2 separate regions of the Oryctolagus cuniculus genome follow, and region 1 is linked to region 2. The links are chromatin contacts, called in public Micro-C maps. All regions are on one chromosome and are shown on one strand. Each heading gives the region's core, a stretch centred on a gene start, on an enhancer-like site or on the middle of the called end of the contact. The rest is flanking DNA. Distances are from core to core; before and after follow the strand shown. Region 1 holds the start of SLC49A4 (solute carrier family 49 member 4). Region 2 overlaps HSPBAP1 (HSPB1 associated protein 1).

Region 1 (4,277 bases), core at 282-2,781, 35 kb before region 2:
ATAGATATAGATATTTTTTTAAAAGAAAAAAAGAGATGGCTGGCCTAGGTGAGGTTATAGGAAAGAGACCACTGTGTAGGAAGCCTGCCCTCACCCAACATCGATCCTGCGGGCATTTTCATCCTGGGTGCCCCTGGCTCCAGGACAGAAACAAACCTCTGCTGTCTCTGAGACACTCAGTTTATGGTCTTGCATGACAGCAGCTCCAGCAGGACTAAGACAACTTTCCAAACAAGACGAAGAACTCACTTCAACCAAACTTACACAAGGATCAGCTCCCAAATCCCACGAGGCAGTTCCCAATCCTGATCCAACCACGGAATCTAAAGAGGGCAGAGCACTCCTGCCCATCATTAGTCCTCGCTCCGGTGGAGAGCCAGGCCTTCCTTTTCCTCCTCAGGGAATCCTGCTGGCAAGTGGCGGAGCCCCCGCGAGGCGTCCAGAGCGTCCCTCCGCACAGCCTTACTCCCAAGCTCTGTCTGCGAGCCACAGCCTTCGCCTGGGAAACCCACCAAGCTGCCGGGCACCACCTTCCAGAAACCAAAGCGTCGGGGCTGAGTGTCCCAACAGCCCTTCCCGGGCCAGAGTCATCCACTATTACACAAAGCTAGCTCATTACTTCCTTGCTCCTGGGCATCACCCAGCTATTGTCTGACTTTTCACTCTGGACACCCCCAAATCCCTTTGAAGCCAAAGCGTTAGTCATTTCGGTCAGGTGTCAAACACACGCACACCACGGCACGTGCGTCTACAATCAGCAGCAACTTGACAGAACATTTGGAGATCCCTGGAATCCCTGGCTGGAGCACGCAGGGAGGGCCTGGACAAAAACATGACTGTAAAGCAGCCTTCCCATATTCGTCGCCTTGGGGACACAGGGTTCCTAAGTCAGGAGTGGGATGTCACCAACACTCGGTCACCTCACACGACCCCAACGATGAGCCGAGGGAGGGAGGCAGCTGGCAGGCCCGGAGGCTGGCGGGCTGGGCGCCGGGGCCCCAGGAGCTGGAGCCGCAGCACCGCCGGCAACCCGCGACCCCTCACCTCGCTTGTCCAGGAGCCACATGAACGCGAAGCAGGGCAGGAAGCCGATGGGCCCCCACAGCACGAGCAGCGCGATGTCCCAGCTGGAGAAGCCGTAGGCCTGGCGCGCCGAGTTCTGGATGGGGCCCCAGGTGTTCCAGACCAGGCCCTGCGCGAACGCGAGCAGCGAGAAGAGCAGCAGCACCAGCCAGCGGCGCCCGTACACGCGCCCGGGACCAGGGACAGCCGCGGGCAGCGCCGCCGCCGCCGCCTCCCGGCTTCTCCAGGCAGCCCCTGGCCCGGACCCGGGCCCGGGCCCCAGCAGCGGCTGCCGCTCCTCCTCGCTGCTCCAGCCCGAGCCCATGGCGACGCGCAGCCCGCGGGGCCCGCCTGGCGCGGTCCCTGTCGCCGCCGACCAGCCCGGCGCACCAGTGGCCGGAGAAGGCTGAGCCCCAGGCAGCTGCTGTGGTCTCCCTCGGCTCCGCGGCCGCGCTTGGTGCGCCTGCGCGGCCGCGCCGGCCGGGGCGGTGGGCGGGGCCGAGGGGCGGAGGCTGGGGTCCGCCCTCGCCGCGGGTGCTGGCGGGGAACCGTCGTGGGAGAGGCGCCGGGGTCCCACACTGGGCTGCAGAAGGAATTGAAAAGTGAGGGAGGAGCGCGTCCGGGCCGGGCCGAGGAGGCCGAAGCTCCCTCGGAGGCTGTGTTGGAGGAGGTGGGGCCGGCAAGCTCCAGTTGCTGGAGGAAGTGCCCAAGTGTACAGTATGTGCCTAATAAACAGCTCGGTGACCTTGGGTCACCGAAGCTCATGCTTGCTTCTATATTGGGTTTATGCCTGGTTTTATTGAGCTCACAACTTCAGAAGTTATAGGAGGAGACAGACTACGGATGGAGGTCGGGGGCAGAGCAGCAGGAGTCCCAGGGACTGTCTCGTGGAAATCATTTCTTTGTTCTTTACGTACACTAAGCACTGCCTAGTTTTATCAGAGGTCTTTCTGACTTACATATCCAATGAGGTCATCAACTAGCCAGTTTCCTCCGAACACACGTCCTGGTGGTGGATAATCTTCCCATTCTGTCCGCCCCTTAGTAAATCAGCAACCAAGATGCTGATTAAGGTCGGAAGGTTTCTGCCCCCCGAAGTAACCTGGATCCATGCCGAGTTACGATTTCGGACCAGAAGAAAGTCAACAAGGAAACGCGGGGAGTTGTTGATCTCTCGATCAGGCAGCTGTTTGATTATTTTGATACACAGATCCAGAGGCGTGACAGCTGTCTGTTAGCGTCCTGGAACACCTAGGCCAGGCAATCTGGCTGGCCTGGGTCGGGAAGTGAGTCACAGGAACGCAATTAAGGGACACTTTGCCCGAAGCTCGTATTCCCAAGGAGCCACAAAGACGAGATGGAGTCGCATCGCTGCCAGAGAGGCAGAGGAACGTGAAGCTATCCTCGGCGGGAGGCGGCAGAGTGAGCGGACGCACAGACCCTCTCCACAGCCCGGAGCCCACAAAACCAGCCCTCCGACCCCTAGGGCAGAGGGAAAGAACCTGATGTGAAAGCCAGGAAACGCAGAAACCGCGATCTGCAGAGAAGGGGCGCAGGCGCCCCGGCCCAGACCACGTGTCTGTGTGTGTCAACAACTGGGGAATCCAAACAAACTGCGTGGCCCCGCCCCGCGCCCGTCACGTGGCCCCGGCGGCGCGGGCGCTTCCGGGAGAGCGGGGAGCCGCGGCGCTAGTGCAGCCCGCCCGGCCGCGTGGACGCCGTCTGCTCCGCTGCTTTCTGGGCTCTAGCCGGGCCGGCCTCGCGGTCGCCATGGCAGCAGGCTCCGAGGCCAGCGTGCCCCAGACCCTGGCGGCTGGAGCCGGAGGGGAGGAAAAAGGTAGGCGGCGGCGGCGGCGGTGGTCAGAACGTTTGGGTTAGCCGGGTGTCGGGTCCTCCCGGCCTTGACTTAGACTGTGAAGAAAGCGGTTTGTTTTTTAGTGAACTTGTTTTTTAATTTTTTTTCTCAACCTGGCCTGGTATCCCCGCATGCTACTGGTGCTGTTGCATGCCCAGAAAGGCGCTTTGAATGTTCAAGTGGGCTGCAGTTAAGTGTGTGAGGTTGGACGGAAATAACCCGGGGTGGTTGTGAACAGCGACTGTGATTTCGCTTGGGACCCCGGGTTAGCCAATGCACGAGGTTTGCAGGCCCAGGGCTTGTGGTCCCTGTCGGCGCTTAGTGGAAAACTGCACGGCGCACTTACTGGTCTGGGTACTGCCCCGGAATGCAGGGACGCTTAGCGTTCCTAACAAAGCCCTTTCCCCCCAGGAGCTCCAGTGAGCAAAGCAGCCTGGAACGGAAGAGTGAGTAATCGCTCTGTGGTCCCTTGGGTACCCCCCCCCCCCGTAGTGCCCACCGAGTGGCGAAAGCAGATGCTTGGGGGGAAGGAGTAAGTTGGGGTTGCAAGGAGATGGTGACGGCAGGCAGAGGTGTTGCAGACTCGGCCCGCAGTGGACCCTATCAAATCCTGGAGGAGGAGGTGCGCCTTTCAGGCTGGCGCGAGGCCTCCTCCTGTGCCACTACTTCTCCTTGCTCTCCTAACTCCCTTGCTTGTGTAGGCCAGGGAGACGTTTCTTGAACTCCATTTGTACCTCGCATCCCCTGATCCATCCATTTTCCGTGCACTGCACCCCTGACCCGGTTTTGAGTGCAAGTCGCCATTTACTGTTAGAATACCGCTGTTCTCTTGTCCCTCCCTGTGCTTGTGCCAGCAGAGCCCTTGCTCAGGGTGAACCCAAGCTTTTACTGCTTTGCTGTAAACTTAAACAGAATGCTGACTGCTGTATCAGATGAAGATGGCCGACCTCTGGACCCTTCACTCAGATCCTGTTACTATGCCTACTTTCTTTCTCCAGTGACAGTTCCCCAAACTCTGGATCCTCTCTCCATCTCTTTCTTGTTTTGAGCTGATGGCTTCCCAAGTTGGGAAGTTCTGCATTTAATCTGTCTACTGTTGCTGCAGGATCAGACCCTGGTCCAAAGCACCCACGTTCCTCACCTAAACCACTAGTGGGTCTTCCTGACTTGTGTCCCCGCTTCCTATTTTGTGTCCCTCCAGTTCAGGAGTTGAAAGAAGTGGATGTGTGAGCCGGCACTGCGGCTCACTAGGCTAATCCTCTGCCTGTGGCGCCGGCACTCCGGGTTCGAGTCCCAGCTGGGGCGCTGGATTCTATCCCGGTTGCTCCTCTTCCGGTCCAGTTCTCTGCTGTGGCCCGGG
Region 2 (3,772 bases), core at 215-2,714:
ATGGGGTGGGAGTACTTGTTAAGATACCTGTTGGGCTGTTGGGACACCTGCATCTCATATCAGAGTACCTGGGTTCAAGTCCTAGCTTCATTTCACTTTCCCATCGTGTGCATCATAGTAGACAGCAGTAATCGTTCCAGTAATTGGGTCTCTGCCACCCATGTGTGGGAGACTCTAATTGAGTTCCCAGCTCCTGGCTTCAACCTGGCCCAGTCCCTGCTGTTGCTGGCATTTGAAGTATGAACCAGAGGCTAGGTGATCTCTATCTGTTTCTGTCTCTTCGCCTTTTAAGTAAATAAAATAATTTTAAAAGATGAAAATGAGGTGTTTTAAACACAAGAACCTAAGCACATGTTCCGCCATCTGTCAGAGCAGTGACATCAGCACAGGTCATGTAGCCTCTGGAGAACTGCATGGTGTCCTGGGGTGAGAATGAGAGCAGAAAAGGCACAGTGCCTTTGTATTATTATGAAAATAGTTTGGACCTCACAGGTCCCCTGAAAGGATCTTGGAGAATTGATGATCTAAAGTATTCCACTGGGTTACTAAATTGCGCTGCAATAAATAAGTTGAACCATTATATATTTGAGAAATGTAGAGGGAGAGAGACAAAGCTCCCACCACTGATTCACACCCCAAATACCCACAATGGTGGGGGTGGGGAGTGCCCAAAACCGGGAGCCACAAACAGTTCAGGTGTCCCACATGGGTGGCAGGAACCCGATTGCTTGAGTTATCACCACAGTCTCCCAGGGTTCACATTAGCAGGAAGCTGGAGTCTGGAACCCAAGTCAGAAGCCTAACCCAGGCACTGTGATATGAAATCTGGGACATGGGTATCCTAACCAGAGTTCTAACCAGATACCTGCCCCATACATTGTGTTGTCTTGCATTTATGTTTAATCTTGACTACTGTAAGTATTGTAAATAGTTCTAATTATATAGCATGTACAAAATAAAATTTTATTTCTTGTTAAATATTAGTTAACTCTCTTGATTGAAATTAATCTTCTTTTAAAAAACAGCAATACTTAGAAACCATGTTCACAGCATGTTGAAAGTTGCCTTCTCTTGCATTGCAGCTCCGCAGTTTGAAACTACATGTAGTTACGTAGATGCCACACTCGAAGAGTTCCTGACTTGGAACTGTGAACAGTCTAGTCTTTCTGGACCGTTTGCAGACTACGATCACTCCAAATTCTGGGCTTATGCTGACTATAAGTATTTTGTCAATCTATTTGAAGATAAGACGGATGTTTTCCAGGTAAGTCCGTATATAGTCCTCTTAATCTCGGTGAGAATTTGTTCTTGAGAAAAGTTCACAAGCGAGAGTCTCCCCGGTCCCTTCTCCCCTCACTGCCTTTGGCTTATGTAAGTAGTTGCTTACGTAAGTAGTCTGGGCTGTTTTTCCCTCTGAAGCCAAGTTAGCGTCTGTGGCTCACCCAGTTGGCAACCCTTGCTCATTTCCTGGCCCCAGACTTCCCACACACCCTTCCTTTGCTCTTGACCAGTGCCTGGGCCGGTTTAGAGTGTAGTAGAAGCATAGCTAGTGGAGTGACGTCATTTCCTCCCGCCCTACATAGGGGCTCTCGTTCTGTGGGTGAGGCAGGTAGAGGTGCAGAGGTGCTCACAGGAGGAAGCTGTCCCTGAGGTTCCCAGGGCCAGCCTTGTCATCTCTGTAGCTCTGGGGGCGTGGTGCAGCCATGGGCTTGTGGGACAGAGAATGCTGGGCTCCAGGCTCGCGGAGGTAGAAGCCCCATAGCTGCGTGCAGCGACTTGCAGAGGGAAGAATGTGGAAGTTCTCTGCCTCGTGTTCACGTAACTGACAACAGTTTGCAGACTGCCAGATCCTCTTTTAAGTGTTTCGCTTCGTTTTGTTTGTAACCTCAAACTGACAAAGTGGGGTGTTTTTGCAAGCTCCTTGCTGTGGGTTCCACAAAGGGGAAGGAGGGTGCTTGGGGGACTTTGCCTCCAGTCAGGCCAAGGCCCCAGAGCCCTTTGTCTTGCCCTGTCCTGTCCTGGAGTGGTTTCGCCATGCTGCCTGCTGCCACAGGGGTCCCAGAGGAGTTCTCCCTTCAGCCTGCCTTCTTCTTTTGTACTTTGAGTCAAAGTGTAGATGGCAGTGTTCACGTAGCAATCATAACTACCACTGTTTTGTAGCTTCCCTTTATTACATATTTTGGTAAATGTTTGCTCAGATTTTACTATTTATTAAAATGTTGGTTGAGGGTGTCTTTTTATTCTCACAGCCATGAAAGAAATGTGTTGGCTTTGCAAGCATTAGGAAATGCCTCTAATTCCAAACTCCATACCAAATGCATTATTTTCTCCCTTTTTTGCTTGGGTTTTGGAGGCGGTTTTTCCTGCCACCCTTAGTTGTGATCTCAGTCTTTACCCCTGCTGCTTGGAGAGCTCAGAGTTCACTCCTAGAGGATTTGCTATGTTTCTCGTACTCCCACCGTGATGGAGATTAGTTAGTACATTTTTGCTCCCTATTTCAGGCAAAACATTGCTTGATAGTAATATATTGATCTGTATCTCTATATTAATGTATATGTGCACCACTTGAGATATATATATATAGGTATATACACACACACAAACACATACATTCATATAAGTACTTGTTCCTAGCACTTTTGTAATGCTTATATTTACAGACTGTAGAGTAACACTGTGACTTAATGATTACCCTCTTAAGAAAAGCGAGGCACAAAGAAGTTACGTAAGCGTTTTCTAAGATGATACAACCGAGCCGCGGGCGGCGTAATGCAGGTGGCCTGCCGACAGAGCTTCCAGTACTGCCGTGCCGGCAGCGTCACGTGCAGACCCGCGGGCGCTCTGCAGATAGGACTAAAGACCGCCATCTCTGCTGTGTCCAGGTTCCTTCTGCCTTGCATAGATCTCTCACCTGACCCCGTCGTTGATCTGTCCCATCCGGGCATGGCAGCACTAGGCAAGACATATGACCTGTCCAGCAAGAGCGCTTGTAAATAAAGGCAGCCTTTTGGTAGTGTGCTGGAATTCTAATGGAGCCCTCGGAAAATCTCGTGTTTTCAGCTGGGTGAGTTTTCTGTCGGCTCACGCTAGCAGTTAGTCCTGCTGTGAGCAGCCAAGGCCGCTCATGCTGCATCATCTTCCATCCAGGGTTTTTCTGAGCATCCAGTCTTCTTACATCACAAGAGCTAAGCTGTTGTTTTCCTCTTACCATTATAATTCCTGTAGTCATCAAATCTTACTAATTACTGTTGCAAACTTTTTTTTTTTAAGATTTATTTATTTATTTGAAAGGCAGAGTTACAGAGAGGAAGAGACAGAAAGAGAGCGAGAGCGAGAGAGAGACCTTCCATCTGCTGGTTCACTCCCCAAATGGCTGCAACGGCTAGGGCTGGGCCAGTCCAGGAGCCAGGAGCTTCTTTGGGTCTCCCGTGTGGGTTCAGGGCCCCAAGCACTTGGGCCATCTTCTGCTGCTTTACCAAGCATGTTAGCAGGGGAGTTGGACTGGAAACAGAACAGCTAGGACGTGAACCGATGTCCATCCGGGACGCCAGCGTCACAGGTGGCAGCTTTACTCATTATCCCACAGCACCAGCCCCTGTTGCAAGCTTAGTACCTCTGCCTTAAAATGGCGGGGTAGTTAAACATTAAAGATGCTCCGTTTCCAAAATATCTATTAAAAATAATCTTATTTAACATAAATAACATTTTTTAAGAAATAAGCGTCTTTGAGGAGTGGATTGTTTGACATTTTGGCAAGGCTGACTGTCGAAGA

The links. Hi-C and Micro-C count contacts between places; a contact is called where the count stands out from the background.
Region 1: a contact with region 2 is called in a Micro-C map of ear pinna, with 2.6 times the contacts expected there. The contact joins the promoter of SLC49A4 here to the enhancer-like site in region 2. A contact is called at or near these places in 3 of 6 Hi-C or Micro-C datasets (ear pinna, psoas muscle and an unstated tissue).

What each region holds. Positions count from the first base shown.
Region 1 is chr4:78,944,729-78,949,005 of mOryCun1.1, reverse strand. SLC49A4 (solute carrier family 49 member 4) reads right to left here and starts at 1,531. Exons shown (of 9, transcript XM_002716619.5): 1 at 1,045-1,531. The coding sequence starts at 1,387. HSPBAP1 (HSPB1 associated protein 1) reads left to right here and starts at 2,580. Exons shown (of 8, transcript XM_002716812.5): 1 at 2,580-2,899. The coding sequence starts at 2,833.
Region 2 is chr4:78,910,178-78,913,949 of mOryCun1.1, reverse strand. It overlaps HSPBAP1 (HSPB1 associated protein 1), which reads left to right. Exons shown (of 8, transcript XM_002716812.5): 3 at 1,083-1,264. Among named protein-coding and RNA genes, the nearest start is that of HSPBAP1, 34 kb to the left of the region's middle. Within about 2 kb of position 1,464, at least 6 of the 8 cell types and tissues checked have an H3K27ac peak or open chromatin away from gene starts, as enhancers often do. A contact at or near this core is called in ear pinna, where this site is marked.